Regions from separate parts of the Pan troglodytes genome. Here region 2 is linked to region 1. A link is a contact called in public Hi-C data. All regions are on one chromosome and are shown on one strand. The core of a region is the stretch at or near the end of the contact, and the rest is flanking DNA. Distances in the headings are between cores, read along the strand shown.

What was found. Hi-C and Micro-C count contacts between places; a contact is called where the count stands out from the background.
Region 2: a Hi-C map of stem cell-derived neural progenitor cells shows a contact between it and region 1, with 4 times the contacts expected there. The contact joins the enhancer-like site here to the promoter of TTPAL in region 1. A contact is called at or near these places in 1 of 7 Hi-C or Micro-C datasets (stem cell-derived neural progenitor cells) and 1 of 1 datasets of contacts at active chromatin or transcription factors (stem cell-derived excitatory neurons).

The regions. Positions count from the first base shown.
Region 1 is chr21:50,725,958-50,730,302 of NHGRI_mPanTro3-v2.0_pri, forward strand. It overlaps TTPAL (alpha tocopherol transfer protein like), which reads left to right and starts at 2,570. Exons shown (of 5, transcript XM_001152483.7): 1 at 2,570-2,704.
Region 2 is chr21:50,861,510-50,865,854 of NHGRI_mPanTro3-v2.0_pri, forward strand. All of the region lies in intron 2 of PKIG (cAMP-dependent protein kinase inhibitor gamma), which reads left to right. Among named protein-coding and RNA genes, the nearest start is that of ADA, 43 kb to the right of the region's middle. Within about 2 kb of position 2,167, at least 11 of the 24 cell types and tissues checked have an H3K27ac peak or open chromatin away from gene starts, as enhancers often do. A contact at or near this core is called in stem cell-derived neural progenitor cells, where this site is marked.

The DNA.
Region 1 (4,345 bases), core at 1,320-3,819:
CGCCAGGCTGGTCTCAAACTCCTGACCTCAAGTGATCCACCACTTTGGCGTCCCAAATTGCTGAGATTACAGGCATGAGCCACCAAGCCTGGCCTCTTTCTGGATTTTAGTTTCCTCTTCTGTAAATGGGACAATCCTAGCTTGCTGTTCACAGGGTCATTGTAAGGTGAAATTAAGATCATACAAGCACAGTGCCTGGTATATATAATTCAAAAAGCAGAAACTCTTTTTGTTGTCATTGTTTATCGGAGATGTTCTAATCCTGATATAATCTGGTTCTCTAAAATGTAATACCAAGAGGAACAAGAAATGAGGGAAGAGGCAGGGATTTCTGGGGCATCTCTAAATCCTCTCCCTGCCCTGCCCTTGAGACCAAGTTCTTCTCCTGCTGGCAACATCTAGGATTGCCATCTGGGCTCCAGGTACCAGTAGTAGGTCCTAGGTTTGGGTTAAGGAGAGGGGTGAATTTATTCCAATACCTAGGACAGCCTGGTTAGGACAGGGTCATCCCTCACCCTTTGCCACAAGAGCTGCCATTTGGCAGGGCGCAGGAGAATGGCTTGAGCCCAGGCAGCCTCCCAGGTGGCTGGGATTACAGGCCTGGCTAATTTTTGTATTTTTAGTAGAGACAGGGTTTCACCAGGTTGGCCAGGCTGGTCTCGAACTCCTGAACTCAGGTGATCCACCTGCCTTGGCTTCTCAAAGTGCTGAGATTATAGGCATGAGCCACCACATCCGGCTGTTTTGGGGGGTTTTCTTTTTGAGACAGAGTCTCGCTCTGTCGCCCAGGCTGGAGGGCAGTGGCATGATCTCGGCTCACTGCAACCTCTGCCTCCTGGGTTCAAGTGATTCTCCTGCCTCAGGCTCCCACATAGTTGGGTGTGACAGCCGGAAGTGGGGGCCTCGGATTACAGGCGTGTGCCACCACGCCCAACTAATTTTTGTATTTTTAGTAGAGACAGGGTTTCACCATGTTGGCTGGGGTGGTCTCATCATAGTCCTGATCTCAAGTGATCCACCTGCTTCAGCCTCCCAAAGTGCTGGGATTCCAGGCGTGAGCCACTGCACCCGGCCTTACCTTACGTTTTAAAAGATTTCACAGATGTGATTAATGTAAGGATCTTGAGATGGTAAGATTATTCTGGATTATCTGGCTGAGCCCAATGTAATCCCAAGAGTCCTTATAAGAAGAGGGAAGCAGGATCAGTCAGTAGTAGATGTGACAACAGAAGCCAGAGGTTGAGGTGATTTGAAGAAGGGGCCATAAGCTAAGGAATGCAGGTGGCCTCTACAAACTGTAAAAGGAAAGGAACTGATGCTTCCTCGAAATCCCCAAAAGAATGCAGCCTTGCCAACACCTTGATTTTAGACTTTTGACCTAGAGAACTGCAAGAGAATATATCTGTGTTGTTTCAATCCATGAAGTTTGCAGTAATTCCTTGTAACAGTAACAGGAAAATAATACATAGATTTAGCAAACAAAACAAAATCCAGGATGCCCAGTAGTCATATTTGAATTTCCTATAAACAACAATTTTTAAAGTATAAATGTGTCCCAAATGTTGCATAAGACACACTTATCTGTGTGTATGTGTGTGTGTGTTTGGAAAGGAACATGCTTAAATGTTTATCTGAAATTCAAACTGTAGTGAATGTTATATATTTTGTCTGTCAATCTTAGAAGTGATGAAACTGAGAGCAGGAGTCAAAACTCATGATTCCCAGGTCCCCTCCATACTGCTGCCCCCTGCCCCTCAATCTGGCAGAAACTGCCACGTTCTTGTGGCCCTCATGGGTCACTTCCCATCTTCTTGGGACTCCTCTTGCCCCTGGGGTAGGAAAACGAAAAGACTGTTTAAGGTCGTTTCTTTGGGCTCAGAGTTCTCCTGGACCACCAGAGGTGGTCCTCTGCCTCAGAGGGACCTAGGAGATTTGCCTCAAAGTTGCAGTTGCACAAAATACTTGCGGGCGGATCTTAATGGACTGGGGTGGGAGTTAGTAAAGCCTTTGTCTGGAGGGAACGTAATGAACCCCAAAGCAGGAAAAAAGTAATTATTGAATCAGGCTCCAGAGCAAGAATCAGGTTTCAGGTAAGGAAACGGAAGCACAAGAAGGAATGGGGACTTGCTCCAGGTCACTCAGTTAATGACAGACAGATGTCCCCTGGTTTGGAGTCTCCCCTTTTGGAGCAGCTAGTCCTGATAGCAGCCATAGTGGGGGGAAGTCTAGAATGCTAATCCTGAGGTCCGGGTTTGAAGCCCTTTACTGCCTTGATTGCCAGTTTCCCTTTCCTGAAATAGGGGAATTGCATAAATATGAGGAGTTAATAAGATCATGGATGTTAAACAACAGGTACATGTTAGCATGTTCTTGGAAAATGGCAGCTTCTTTCCTTCCTTCTCTGAGCCTCAGTTTCCCCATCTATAAGCCGGGTTTGACAAGCGGCTGGTGCCCCAGCTCCTCCCAGCTACTCCAGGTCCGCAGCTCGGAGCTCCGGCAGCCAGGTGGGGACTGAACACCAACGCCGCGGGGAGGCGTCGCACATGCGCGCTCCTAGGCGGAGCCCCGCCTCCCACGCCCTGGATCGTCACTTCCGGCGCGAGGGGCCGGGCAGGCCGGGCAGGGAGTGCGGGTCGGTTCTGCGTGCGCTGCCGGACGAGGCTCCCGCCGCCGATTGACCCGCGCTCCGCCCGTAGTCGGGCCGGTGAGTGCCCGCGAGCCCATCCGTGTGCCCTGGGAGCTGAGGAGAGGGACCCCTGAGAGGGAAGGATAACCGGAAGTGGGGACCAGAGGAGCGAGAGACCCCAGGAAATGGGGACACCTGGGGAGGGGGTGACAGCCGGAAGTGGGGGCCTCGGAAGGTTGTCCACGGGATATGGGGTCTCGGGGGCTCTAGGAGAGATGGCTTCCTGACCTCTCCTTGTTGAGAGGAAGGGGTGGAAAGGAAAGTGATGCTCCAGAAAGGATGGGCTCCAGGTGGGGGAGATCTTTGGCTTCACCGTTACCAATGGTGTCTGCATCTCACTCATATGTCCGCCTGTCAGCTCATTCACCAGCCTGTGACTGAGTCCTGCTGAGCGCTCGGCACTGCTGAGTCCCTGGAGAGTCAACATGAAGCTCCAGGTGGAGGGTACAGATTAGAAGCCCAGGGTGGGGCTAGACGCATCCTTGCTCTGCCTCACCGGGTGTGCCCCCTTGGGCGAATCGCTTAACCTATATCCTCCGCTGATGTGTACAGACCACTGCCATGTGCCCGGCACTGGGGGTGGCAGTGGACATGGCAGACAAGCCCTCTGTCCTGGTGGAACTTAGATTCTAGGGGACAGTCCTTTTTGTCCTCCTTTGTAAAATGGCAACAGTAATAGCGCTCTCACCAAATAACGTGAAGATTAAATGAGGAAATGGGTAAAGGGCTTAGCAATGCTTGATACATGGTAAAGTGCTCAAGTATGCATTCTCTTCATTCCACTATAATGTAAGCTTTATTAGGCAAGGAATTGTATTGTTTGCGTCTGTGTTCCCAGTGCCTGTGAGCACAGTGCCTGACATATATGGTAGGTGATCGGTAATTATTTGATAAATGAGTGCGTGGTGAAACTGACTCTAGATAAATGCCCATAGCATTGGACTGTAATTTCTAAAAAAGAAATAGGAACCCAGTTCTGTGGAAAACTGGAGGGAATCACCCTCAGGGAGTTTGGGAAGGATTCACTGAGGTGGTGACATGGCAGCTGAGCCTGAGCTGTCAAGTTAGGAACAAATTAGAAGAGGAAATTCCAGGCAGAGTGTATCAGAAGTGCACGAGTTATTCCAAGGATGATGGGTTATTAGTTTGTTTTGACTGGCATTTAATGTGCATCAAGGTGGGGTGCGATGGAAAATGAGGCTGGAGAGGGGCTTTGAGGTGAGGCTTGTACCTTGTGAACACTGATGTTTGATGGGATTGCAGGCATCTCTTGGTTACTTCCATAGAAACAAAGCCATAGTTGTTCCATTCCTCACTTAGCATACCTGTGCCAACCAGACTAAAGTCATTCAACAAATATTTATGGAGTGCAGATTATGTGTCTAACACCATGTTAGGCGCTGGGTTTCAGGTGATGAACAAGACAAACTTGGATGTTGCTCACAAATTGCCAACAGACAATTGCAACAGGGTGGGAGAAGTGCGGGGGAGGCACCTAACCTGGCTGGGGGTCAGTGAAGGCTACCTACTCCAGGCCACCAGCATCTCTCAGCTGGATTATTGCAATAGCCTCTAAATGGTCTGCTTCAGTCCTCACTCCCTTAGAGTCCATTCTCAAGACAGCAGATTGGTCCTTTTAAAATATATTTTTATTTATTT
Region 2 (4,345 bases), core at 917-3,416, 140 kb after region 1:
AGACACATTTTTAAATGAAAAAAAGGCAAGATGGAAAATAAATTTTTTTTTTTTTTTTTTGAGACGGAGTCTCGCTCTGTCACCCAGGCTGGAGTGCAGTGGCACGATCTCGGCTCACTGCAAGCTCCACCTCCTGGGTTCACGCCATTCTCCTGCCTCAGCCTCCCGAGTAGCTGGGACTACAGGCGCCCACTACCACGCCCAGCTAATTTTTTGCATTTTTAGTAGAGACGGGGTTTCGCCACGTTGGCCAGGATGGTCTCGATCTCTTGACCTCGTGATCCACCCGCCCCCTCGGCCTCCCAAAGTTCTGGGATTACAGGCGTGAGCCACCATGCCCGGCCAAAATTTTGTTTTAAATAAAGGAAAAAGGAAGGGAAGGAGAAAAAGGGGGAACATATATATTGCATAAATTTTGTCTGGAAGGACACCAAAACGTGCTTGCCTTGGGGAGGGTGTCTGGATCGGATGGGAAGGAGACTAAGCTCTTTATCTCTGTCCTTTTGGACCTTTTGAGTTTTAGACTACATGCACACATAATCTAAAATTAAGTAATTTTAAGATGAAGTGAATGTGTTCACTATAAAAAGGAAATATAACATTTTAAAATCACTTATAAAAATATTAATGTATGTAATTATATCACTGGTATTCTTTTTCATTTAACTATATGTGAACATTTTGCCATGTCTTTAAAAAATATTCACAAACATCATTTTAATGCCTGAATGGTATTTCATTTAGATAGAAATTAGTTAAGTATGTATATATTAATAATTCTCCATTGTCCGTTTCGGACATGTGACACATCCATTTAGGAACTCATTTTGGTGTCTTTAGTTTCCTGCTATTATAAATAATACTGTGGGCCAGGCGCAGTGGCTTAGGCCTGTAATCCCAACACTTTGGAAGTCCGAGGCAGGAGGATAACTTGAGCCCAGGAGTTTGAGACCACGAGTTTGAGACCACCTTGGTTAACATAATGAGATTCCCATCCCTGAAAAAAAATGAGCCAGACATGGAATAGTCCCAGCTACTCAGGAGGCTGAGGCAACAGGATTGCTTGAGCCCAGGAAGTTGAGGCTACAGTGAGCCATGATTGTACCACTGCACTCCAGCCTGTGTGACACAGCAAGACCCTGTCTCAAAAAAAAAAAATAATAATAATACTATGATGAACATCTTTGTACATTTTATCTTCATGTAGATCTTGGATTATTTTCTTAGAATAGATTATTATAAACTGATTTAGTAGCTAAAAGATATGGAAAAAGTTGAGGTTTCTGGATACACACTGTCAAGTCACTGCCCAAGGAGGTCTTGGAAGTTTACACTCTCATTAACAGGGTTTGAGAATGACCATTTTCTGACAGGATTTCCAACTCTGAGGATTCTTTATTTCCCCATTTGCTGTTGACTGTAAAGAGGAGAGGGTGAGTGACGAATATAAATATGGGAGAAAAATGAAACGATGTGTTTCTGCTTTCGATTGGAGAGCTCCCCAGAGCCGTCTTTGGAGTTGCTGTTCCCTGAGGGGATATGGTAGCCAGAGCATGTTGGCCCAGTTGATGTTTTCTAGGATTGGTCTTTGAGTGTGGCATTTGCTGTCTCTGTGTCCCGAGGGCCAGTGGCCTGCACTGGGCAGCTTGTAACATCAGATGGCATTGTGAGATCAAAGCCCCAGGAGACGTTCCAGCATGAAGCTGGCCTTTCAGATGGAGCCTGTAATTCCACCCCATGGTGTCAGGTCCTAGGACAGGAACACCTGCACAGCACTCCACGGTGCACGGAGGCCCTTCTCAACAGTCCCAAGAAGGAACTGCTGCTCCTCCCCACAGAGGACAGGCGGGCAGCAGGGGAGAAGAGGGATAGACACAAACTCCCTCTCCTTCAGAGGCCCGAGGGTGAAATCCAGCGAGTGTGCATGGAGCGCCTGCTCTTTACCAGGTGCTGGATGAGAATCAGGGAATGCAGCGGCCAGAACCTGTTGGCTCAGCTGCCAGGATTAGGTTTCAGCTGGACATGGGAAAAATCCAGACCAAATTCCTGTTCCCGTGGAGCTGACATTCTAACTGAGGAAGAGCCGAGGACTCAGAGGCTCCGGGAGCCAGTGTGGCCTGCTCGGGGTTTGTCATTTTCCAGAGCAGCGGGTTTCAGGTGGGGCTGAGGCCCTTCTGAGCCGTGGCTGTAAACCGGCCTCACTCACCTCAGAGGGCAGCTGTGGCCACTGAGTGCGTGATGTGTGTGAAAACACAGGCACCTGGGCCATGGTACCTTTCCTTATCGTAGGAATTGTCAGCATCATTTTTATCCTCTGTTATTACTGTTATTATCATAAGCCATTTTCCTGTCCTGAAGCATTGAGCGGTTTCCCCAGAGGCAGAGGGCAGGAGTGAACCTCCGTGACCTGTAGAAGGAGCCACCTCTGGAACTTCCGGGAATTCTTTTAGCCAAGGAGGAGCCAGAGCGTGACTAGGGCAGCGCGCAAGGCTGCTAGGAAGATAGGTAGGGTGCGCCATCTGCTGTAGCCGGGGGGAATTGCCGTGGACAGTGTCCTGGCCCTCCTCTATTTTACACAGGGGAAATGAAGGCCCCAAGAAAGGCAGGGTCTTGCCCAGGGTTAGGTGGCAGAGCTTGGGTTTAAGGTCACGTGTCTCATTCTTTGCTCTTTCTACCATAGGACACCTCCCTGTCTCACCTGTCTGATCTTTGAGGGCCCCTAATTCATTCTTTAGGTGTTTCTTCTGAGCTAGGTGTTGTGGGGGGATGTGGGCCTTGCCCTCCATACTGATCCTCTTCTCTGTCTCTCTCTTTCTCTGTCTCTCTCTCTCTTTCTCTCTCTCTCTTCTCTCTCTCTCTCTCCCTCCTCTCTCTCTCTCTCTCTCTCTCACACACACACACACACACACACACACACACACCTGCAGCACTTACTGGCTCAACCCCACCCTGGGTGCCTTCTGGGCACTTCTGCCAATGTCAGCTACCTTCTAAAAGCATTGCACAATAATTTGGGTTTATAAAAACTTCAACCATTGAAAAAATATAGACTTAGAAAACGAAAGTTCCCCTTAATCACAAAGAACCACAGTTGACAGGGTTGATAGATGTTTTTTCAGATTTTTTTTTCATATGTCTGCTATCTTTCCCCACAGGAACTGGGTTTTATTTGAGGTGTTGTTTTGCATCCTCTGTTTTTCAGTTGCCAGTTGATCTCAGACATTGTCCTATGTCAGTACAGGCCCATCTGGCACATTTCTTTATTATTTTTTTTTTTACTGACATGTCATTGTATATATTTGTGGGGTGCAACTTGATGTTTTGATACATATATGTTGTATAATAATCAGATCAGGGCAGTTAGCATATCCATCATCTCATGCATTTCTTTCTTTGTGATGAGAATATTCAAAAGCTTCTCTAGTTATTTTGTAATATAGAATGCCCTTTTTTTTTTTTTTTTTTTTTTTGAGACGAAGTCTCGCTCTGTGTTGCCCAGGGTGGAGTGCAGTGGCGTGATCTCAGCTCACGGCAATCTCCGCCTCATGGGTTCAAGCGATTCTCCTGTCTCAGCCTCCAGAGTAACTGGGACTACAGGCGTGTGCTGCCACACCGGACTAATTTTGTATTTTTAGTAGAGGCGACGTTTCACCATGTTGGCCAGCCCAGTCTCGAACTTCTGACCTCAGGTGAACTACCCGCCTCGGCCTCCCAAAGTGCTGGGATTATAGGCATGAGCCACCGCACCCGGCCTAGAATGCCTTATTGTTAACCATCACCATACTGTACAATAGAACAGGAACTTACTGCTCCTATCTAATTGTAACTATGTACCCATTGACCAGCTTTCCATCCTTTCCTCTCCTCTCCCCTCCCCAGTCTCTGGTAACCACTGTTGTATTCTCTCCTTCTATATCAACTTTTTTTTTTTTTTTGACAGAGTTTTGCTCTGTCGCCTAGGCTAGAGTGCAGTGTCATGATCTCGGCTCACTGCAAGCTCCGCCTCCTGGGTTCACACCATTCTCCTGCCTCAGCCTCCCGAGTAGCTGGGACTACAGGCGCCTGCCACTACGCCTGGCTAATTTTTTGTTTGTTTTTTTAGTAGAGACGGGGTTTCACCATGTTAGCCAGGATGGTCTCAATCTCCTGACCTAGTGATCCACCCGCCTCGGCCTCCCAAAGTGCTGGGATTACAGGCGTGAGCCACTGTGCCTAGCCAATAACAAATTTTTTTTTTTAAGATTCCATGTATGCATAAAATCATGCAGTATTTGTGTTTCTGTGTCTGGCTTATTTCACTTAACATTATGTCCTCCAGGTTTATCCGTGTTGTCCCAAATAACAA